2 separate regions of the Ovis canadensis genome follow, and region 1 is linked to region 2. The links are chromatin contacts, called in public Hi-C maps. All regions are on one chromosome and are shown on one strand. The core of a region is the stretch at or near the end of the contact, and the rest is flanking DNA. Distances in the headings are between cores, read along the strand shown. Region 1 holds the start of AMOTL2 (angiomotin like 2). Region 2 has its middle 11 kb from the start of CEP63.

Evidence for each region. A called contact is a pair of places that touch in the nucleus more often than the background predicts.
Region 1: a contact with region 2 is called in a Hi-C map of fibroblasts, with 4 times the contacts expected there. The contact joins the promoter of AMOTL2 here to the enhancer-like site in region 2. A contact is called at or near these places in 2 of 2 Hi-C or Micro-C datasets (fibroblasts and lung).

Annotation. Positions count from the first base shown.
Region 1 is chr1:258,079,826-258,084,185 of ARS-UI_OviCan_v2, reverse strand. It overlaps AMOTL2 (angiomotin like 2), which reads right to left and starts at 1,950. Exons shown (of 10, transcript XM_069581067.1): 1 at 1,702-1,950.
Region 2 is chr1:257,983,638-257,987,890 of ARS-UI_OviCan_v2, reverse strand. No RefSeq gene overlaps it. Among named protein-coding and RNA genes, the nearest start is that of CEP63, 11 kb to the right of the region's middle. Within about 2 kb of position 1,665, the one cell type or tissue checked has open chromatin away from gene starts, as enhancers often do. A contact at or near this core is called in fibroblasts, where this site is marked.

The DNA of each region.
Region 1 (4,360 bases), core at 701-3,200, 96 kb before region 2:
CTGGCACGGTGTCTCTGATTTTATGATCACCACCCCAGCCACACACACACTTGCTCCTTGGAAGCGCCTGCTGGTCCTCTAGGTACGAGGGGATGGGCACTCAGCATCTCTACATGGGTAAGACTGCTTGAGTTGACTGAAGGAGTGTGGGAGCTGCGGGCACCCGGGGCTGGTGACTCTGCAGGGAGATTGTCTCCTGAGGAAGGTGTTCCCTTCTGAGTCTGTGCTCCCAGTGGCCCATGGCCTGGAAGGCTGCCCGCCTCACCTGGATTCCTTTCCCCAGCCTTCTCCAACACAAACCTCCAAACTGGGATTCAGGGAAGACCAAACAAAACCCACACCTCCACAGGTCCTGTGTATATAGGAGGACAGTGGGAGGAATGTGGCCCCTCCTTTGCCACAGAGCTAGCCCCAATGCCCGGCTCCAGTTAGGGCTTGGCTGGCTGGCAGAGCAGCCATTCCCAACCCACTCCCTCCTCCCAGCTGCCCAGAACTGGGGAGAGATAGGTCTAGAGGACATCTCGGTGTTCAGACTTCCCCGGGACCACATCATCCCCCCTATCCCACCCCCTCCCCCCCCCACACACACATATACACACAGGGGGCACACACATATACGGGGCGCGCGCGCACACACACAGAAGATGCAAGACTCTAGAGTTACCCGAGGCAAAACAAACAGGAATCAATTCGCCCTAGCGTTTCATCCACGGGGCATTTCCTAAGTTAAACACTGTCTGGGCTGACTCCAGCCGAGGACCGGGGAATGCAGTTTTCCGGACAGATTCCAGCCCTCCTCCTCCCCCAACAGTGTGCCTGGGAGCAGGGAGCACTTCCCGCGCCTTTCATTCCTTGTTTGTCTCAGTCAGATCTCTCAGATGGACACAGCTAAGCTGTTACTAAAATCCGCGCCCGCGACCCGGATCGTGCACCCCTGCTGCGCTAGCGCGCTGGGCTCTCTGAAACACCCGCTTCGAAGCAACCACACAACTCCGGCCTTTACCTTGGCTCACTGTGGCCCAAGGAACCAAAGCGAGGGTCTTTAAGTCAGATCGCACCCCAGCCAGGGATCCCGCCCTACCCGGACTCCTGGCTGACCATGAGCACCCTGCGGCTGCCGCAGCGCCTGGAGCGGACGACGGTAGCCGCGGTCCGGAGAGGTCTTTAAGCGTCGTGGATCCGCCTCCCCCCTCCCTCCCGAGCCCTCTTTGTTTTCCAAATGCCCCAGCGCTGACGTCACCGGGCTGGACGGCAGGCTGCATTCTTTCTAAGTGAGAGCCAGACCGTGGCTCCGGAGAGGATTTTCCAAGGAAGACAAAGAGGAATTCTTGGGCTAGTTAGGGAGGAAAGACACCTGTAACCCCCACCCCCGAACCAAATTAGCCCCCGGGCCCTGCAACTTGAGCTCCAAGCGGCGCCTCCTTCCCAGATCCGTGCTCCCAGACACACACTCCTATCTGCCCACGGGCTGTCCCCTCCTTCAGCCCCAGCGGACCCCCGCCGCCTGCGAGAGCTCCCAGGGGACCTGCAAGGCGCCCCAGGACGGAGCTGCCCTTGCCCCGCCGGTTGCGGGCAAAGGCGCACCGCTCCTGGAGGACTCAGGGTCCGCTCGGCTTCTGCTCCCTCTCCCGGAAAAGGCTGGGCTGGAGCGCGTCTCTGCAGCCCCGTGCGCTCCCCAAAGCGCCAAGAGGCCTTGCTTACCGCTGCGGCCAGCGAGTGCTCCGAGCGGTCAAATCCGACGGCTCGGCCCGGCCCGGCTCAGCTCAGCTTGGCGGCGGAGGTGTGCTCTCGGCAGAGGCGCCGACGTTCTGGCGGCTTAGCCCCAGCGCGCAGCCCCAGGGTCGGCCCGCGCCGGAGGCGGCTGCTATGCCAGGAATGTGAGAGTTTCAGGTTCCCCCTCGGGATCAAAGCGAACCACAAATAACCTCGTAGCGCGCCGCCCTCCTCCTCTCTCCGCCTCCTCCAGCTCCCTCCTCCCCGCCCCCGCCTTCCTCCGGGAAGGCGGCGCTGTGGACCTGGCCGCCCCGGCCTCCTGGACTCTCTGCGCCCCTCCCCGGCCAGCGACCTCCGCTCTCCTTAGGAGCTGCTGGAATCCATCTAGGCCCCTTACCGCCCTCAGCCCCGTACCCGGCCTTCCTCTCACTCCTCCAGCTCCATCGGCTGGACGACACCGAGAATGTACGTGGCATGCCCTCGGGAGAGACCCTGGGTGTTGCTGCTGGACGTGGTTGGGGGTGAGAGGGGCTTGGTGTGTGTGCGTTGTACAGTGAGAGAAGACTGGAAAGATATCCATATCTGCCCGATCCAGACCGTGCCCCAAGCGAAGAGATGACTCTTGCTTCCAGCCGGGAGCCTCGCTGGTTGTCGCTGGCGGCAACCTTTGAATTGCACTTTTATTGTTTACAAACACCTTCACCAGCCCTTTCCGGATCTGTCTCCACAGGAAGTGTGAATCTGGGATGAAAAATCTTCCGGCTAATTTGACCCACTTTACCAGCTGAATCACCCGCCGCCAGGCGATCTGTCCAGCTCTTCCCAAAGAAGGCAGTAAGGGGCACCCCTTTACGGGTGCCAGCACCCGCTTACCGCCTGGTCATCCCGCCAACCTTCCAGTCATCTTGCCAGGGATTTTCTTTTTTTTATCATCCCTGTCTTATAAATGAGGAAACCAAGGCTCAGAGAGATTAATTAGCTTGCCAAGAGTCACACAGAGAGTAAGTGATGAAGCCAGGTAACCTGTGGGCTGCTCTGCTTCTCATTCCCAAAACTTTTCCACGGCCACCAGAATCCAGGTTACTGCGGTGGACAGGGCAGACTCTGGGAGCTCTCCTCTCTCCATCTGCTCTTTCTCTTTTTTGGTTTCTTCGCTTCCCTCCACACCCCTGTCAGCCAGGGGCCCTCTCTTAGGTCCACTGTTGTGCTCCTGCTCTTCCTTCTCTGGATGGAATTCTGTCCTCTGACCCTTCCTCCCCAGCCTTTGGCACTAGGCTGGTTCATCTGCACCGGTGGAAACCCCTTCTCCAGAAAGCCTGCTGTGCCAGACCCTCCCCACCTGCAGGCACTTCCCCAACTCTGTGTGCCATTCCTGGGCCCTGACCACATTGGGTCTCTCAACACCTCTATGTGTAAAGCCCAGGCCCCTGTCCACCCTGAGAATCAGGGCTGACTTTGACCCCCAGCCAGGTCTTCTCTGCCGCCCCTCACTGTGGAGGTTGCAATTGCCAGATCCGCTGGAGGGGATTGGGACTAGAAAACTTGATAAGTTCAAAGAGCTATTTACTAGCCAGGGACATTGTTAATTTTTAATAAAACTCTCCCCCAAAATGTGTGTGTGTGTTTGTGTGATTTACTTGGAAGCCAAATATTGTATCTCAAACACAAGAGTACCTTGTTTTAGTGTGCTATGTTTTATTGCACTTCATAGATTCTGCATTTTTCACAAATTGAAGGTTTGCGATACCATTTTTTTCCAGCAGCATTGCTCACACTGTGTGTCTGTGGGTAATTCCAGCAATAGTTCAACTTTTATTATGTTTGTTATGGTGATGTGTGATTTTTGGTATTGCTATTGCAAAAAGATTATGACTTGCTGAAGGCTCAGATGATGAGCAATAGAGTATTCTTTAATTAAGGTTTGTACATTGTTCAGTCCAGTTCAATTCAATTGCTCAGTCATGTCCGACTCTTTGCAACCTCATGGGCTGCAGCATGCCTGTCTTCCCTGTTTATCACCAACTCCTGGAGCTTGCTCAAACTCAAGTCCATCAAGTTGGTGATGCCATCCCACCATCTTTTCCTTTGTCGTCCCCTTCTCCTCCTGCCTTCACAGTCTTTCCCAGCATCAGGGTCTTTTCCAATGACTCCGTTCTTCACATCAGGTGGTCAAAGTATTGGAGTTTCAGCTTCAGCATCAGTCCTTCCAATGAATATTCAGGACTGATTTCCTTTAGGATGGACTGGTTGGATCTCTTTGCTGTCCAAGGGATTCTCAAGAGTCTTCTCCAACACCACAGTTCAAAAGCATCAACTCTTCGGTGCTCAGCTTTCTTTATAGTCCAACTCACACATCCATACGTGACTACTGGAAACACTATAGCTTTGACTAGACAGACCTTTGTTGGCAAAGTAATGTCTCTGTTTCTTTAATATGCTGTCTAGGTTTGTCATAACTTTTCTTCCAAGGAGCAAGCGTCTTTTAATTTCATGGCTGCAGTCACCATCTGCAGTGATTTTGGAGCCCAAGAAAATAAAGTCTCTCACTGTTTCCATTATTTCCTCATCAATTTGCCATGAAGTGATGGGACTGATTGCCATGATCTTAATTTTTTGAATGCTGAGTTTTAAGCCAGCCTTTTCATTG
Region 2 (4,253 bases), core at 416-2,915:
TCAACTCTTCGCATGAGGTGGCCAAAGTACTGGAGTTTCAGCTTTAGCATCATTCCTTCCAAAGAAATCCCAGGGCTGATCTCATTCAGAATGGACTGGTTGGATCTCCTTGCAGTCCAAGGGACTCTCAAGAGTCTTCTCCAAAACCACAATTCAAAAGCATCAATTCTTCAGCGCTCAGCTTTCCTCACAGTCCAACTCTCACATCCATACATGACCACTGGAAAAACCATAGCCTTGACTAGATGGACCTTTGTTGGCAAATAATGTCTCTGCTTTTGAATATGCTCTTTAGGTTGGTCATAACTTTCCTTCCAAGGAGTAAGCATCTTTTAATTTCATGGCTGCAATCACCATCTGCAGTGATTTTGGAGCCCCCCCAAATAAAGTCTCACACTGTTTCCACTGTTTCCCCATCTATTTCCCACTTCAGTCGTGTCCAATTTTGCGACCCTATGGAATGTAGCCTGCCAGGCTCCTTTGTCCACGGGATTCCCCAGGCAAAAATAGTGCAGTGGGTTGTATATATTTTACTTATATGTAATTTCACATAAGTAACTTTTATGTAAAATAAAACAAGATGTAAAGGTGATGTGGGTTCTATTAAAGGAATTTACAACATGAAAGAAGAAAGATAAGTCTAATGTATAGAGAAAGATATTTAGGTAAATAAGTCCAGTCTACCTGGAATCCTCCAGCTTGGCCTGGGGCTCATTTCTCTTATACTCCTGGAACCACTACTGCCTGTCCTCCAGGGCTAAGAACTTGGACTTGTGAGGACTGAATCTCCTAGAGGGCAGCCCCGGGTGAGCAGGAGCTGTGAATGGAGCAGAAAGAGTATCTTTCAACACCCACAGAGCCGTGAGAGTTGAGAGCGTGGGCGGGAGAAGAGCAGCTGGAAAAGCAAAGCCAGGAAGATGGGCCAGTATACAAAACGTATCTTTCTCTTTCTGACTTATATGGAATCTAGAAAGATGGTACTGATGAAATTATCTGCAGGGCAGTAACGGAGACACAGACATAGAGAACAGAATTATGGACATGGGTAGCGGGGAGGAAGGAGAGGGTGAAATGCATGGAAAGGGAGTAACAGGGAAACTTACATTACCATATGTAAAATAGATAGCCAATGGGAATTTGCTCTGTGACTCAGGGAACTCAAACATGGCCTTTGTGACAATCTGAAAGTCTGACAATCTGATGGGGTGAGATGGGGCGGGAGATGGGAGGGAGTTTTAAAAGGGAGGGGATATATGTATACCTATGGTTGTTGATCTTGTTGCTGTTTGGCAGAAGCCAACAAAATTCTGTAAAGCAATTATCTTAAATTAATAAAATAAAAAGATGGGCCAGGAGAGAAGGGCCTCACCAGGCACATCTGTCTGGGCTGCGCTGAGGGAGGATGAGGTGGGGGGGTGTCTTATTGGATGACAGATACAAGGATGTTCCCGCTAGTGACCTCCCTCTTCCTCAAGAAGTTCGGACAGTTAGACTGCCTGCCAGTTAAAGTGGATACCAATCTGCCAGCATGGCAAGGGGGTCGGGGGGAGGGCTTGAGACTCAGCTGACAGAGGAGGAGGCGGCACCAGGAGCGGTGCCTGGAGAGGGGCAGCAAGACCACGGCATGGGCGGAGGAAAACCCCCTTGTCCTTGGGTGGTGGCCACGATAAAGGGGAGCTGAGTCACAGGCTAGGCATGGAATCACGGGGATGGGTTTACACATCAACCTCTCTCACTTCCTTTCCAGTCATTTGGCTGTTTTCAAATTCTCCACCCTTTGCCAGATCCTTGCCTCCCTCATCAAGTCTGGTTTGTGTGCCTTGTGTATGCTGTGTCTTTGGGTGTATTCATGCACAGTTGGCTCTAGGAAAGAATATTAGCTAAAAACAGAGGAAACGGTGACTATTTTGACCTATAAAAATAGCTTTTTCATATGGCCCAACACAGAAGGTAAACTAAAGAAAAACCTGGGTAGAACCGTCCTGAAGGAATGCACGGACTGAAGTTCCCAGCTCTGCAGCTGTGCCCCTCCTCTTAGTCAGAGGCCCTTTTCTGAGCCAGCTGCACTGCTGAACTCAGGGCCACAGGGTACACATCCATGTAGCAGTTGGCTGAGCTCCAGATGAAATTTGGGCAAAAGCATACCTAGGATTGGGTGAACACCTCTCTTGAGGTTTGCTTAGCCGTCCACAAAACCACCTTGTTGCACCTTCAGCATTTCTCTACATACCCCTCACCCCAGGGGCCACTTTCAGGCAACAAGAATGACATAGGAGCTCAGGAAACACTTTCAGTAACGCATTGTAGACATAGGAGCTCAGGAAACACTTTCAGTAACGCATTGTACGATTTTGTGAGGAACCGGAATAACTTTCAGGACTCCATAGGAAGCCTGAAGGTTGGCCTCAGGTTTTCTCTTGCCTTTCCTGCCTGCTCTTCTATCACCCCTAAGGCCAATGCTCACGGTGTCTTAAATTGTCACTCCCAAGGTGAGGGCACCGTCCATCATGGAACCCCATAGATGGGTGCCAAGAACCAGCTACATAATTTCGGGAACCTAGAACAAAATGAAAACGTGAGCCGCTTGTTCAAAAATGATTAAAGTTTTCAAGACAGCCACGGTGGGGGCTTCTGCATGTGGGGCCGGTGCGTCTGCACAGGCTGTGTGCCCATGAAGCCAGTCCTGGTTGGTGCAGGTGCAGAGGTCAAGGCCAGGACGGGCACAGATGGGTGTCTTCTCAGGTGACCATGCAGTTGCCCTCGCCTGCCAGCCCCTAACTGCCCACCCCCCCCCCCGCCACTTTCCACAGGAGCCCACAGATGGGGGGAAGTGTGGCAAGGGACTGGGGGATGAATTTAACTGTGGGTCAAGCGGGGTTAAGTCAAGAAAGGAAACTTTGGGAAATAGTCTTTCTAGAGCCTAATGGTTCATTTTATGATGGTGAATAACATCTACAAATAACACAAAGAGCTGGAGAACAGCATAGTAAGGAGTCTCCAGGCCTGACTGTGAGTATGAGCTTGAGTCTCAGGTGGGCAAAATCCTGATTCTGGCTCTTTTTCACTGTAGCCCAAGTTCTGAACTGCCCACAATTTCCACGTGCCTTCTTGGATCCTTACAAAACGGGAGTGTGGAGCCCACTAGGTGAGCTGCCCAGGCCGCATATGGCTGGCCGAAATTCCAGGGATTCACAGAAACCCATACCCAGCACACTGGAACCCAGATATGCAGAATTACTCCCAAGCAAAACACCACATTTATTCATGACCTTGAGTTTAGAGTTTAAAGGTCCACCAGCAATTCAGACTTTCTTAAAGAAACTGAGTGCCCCCTGCTGGGGACCAGGTAGCATTGACATGAAGCTGTCAAAGCACCAAAATCTGAAAACTCATCTGAAGGGCTGAACCAGTGAACCAGTGAAGTTGCTCAGTCCTGTCCGACTCTTTGCGATCCCATGGACTGTAGACCATCAGGTTTCTCCATCCATGGAATTTTCCAGGCAAGAGTACTGGAGTGGGTTGCCATTTCCTTCTCCAAGGGATTTGACCTTGCATACAAAATTGTATAACAATATAACAATGATAACAATATAACTCATAATGGTAAAATTAAGAGTTACATGAATTATATATGGGTTTGGTAATAGGTTGTATTTGTAAATGTTTCATGACTCCTGTGCTTAGTAGCTCACTTGTGTTCAACTCTTTGCAACCCCATAAACTGTAGCCTGCCAGGCTCCTCTGTCCATGGGGATTCTCCAGACAAGAATATTGGAGTAGGTCGTCATGCTCTCCTCCAGGGGATCCACCCAACCCAGGGATTGGACCCAGGTCTCCCACACTGTCGGTGGGTTCTTAACCAGCTGAGCCACCAGGGAAGCCCACGAATACTGGAGTGGGTAGCCTATCCCTTCTCCGATCTTCCCAACCCAGGGGTCAACCCGTGGTCTCCTGCTTCATGACTCCTGGGATCTTAATAAAAATTATTTTTTCAGTTCTTTCTCTCAATTATAAAGGAAGGTAAACGTTTGGAAGTTCTAAATGATCGGATAGGATTTTCTTCCCAGTTCAGAACAGAGTGGTCAAAAGTTTTTCAGGGGGCATAACACGGTCCAGGGAGACGATGTGGGTTTTAGGATCAGTAAACTTAGGTTGGAACCCATTTACTATTTAAGTGACTTTATCTTGGAAGAAGCTGTTCAATGTTAAGCCTCCATCTCTTGGTCATGTGTTTAGAACATGAATAAGTGCTC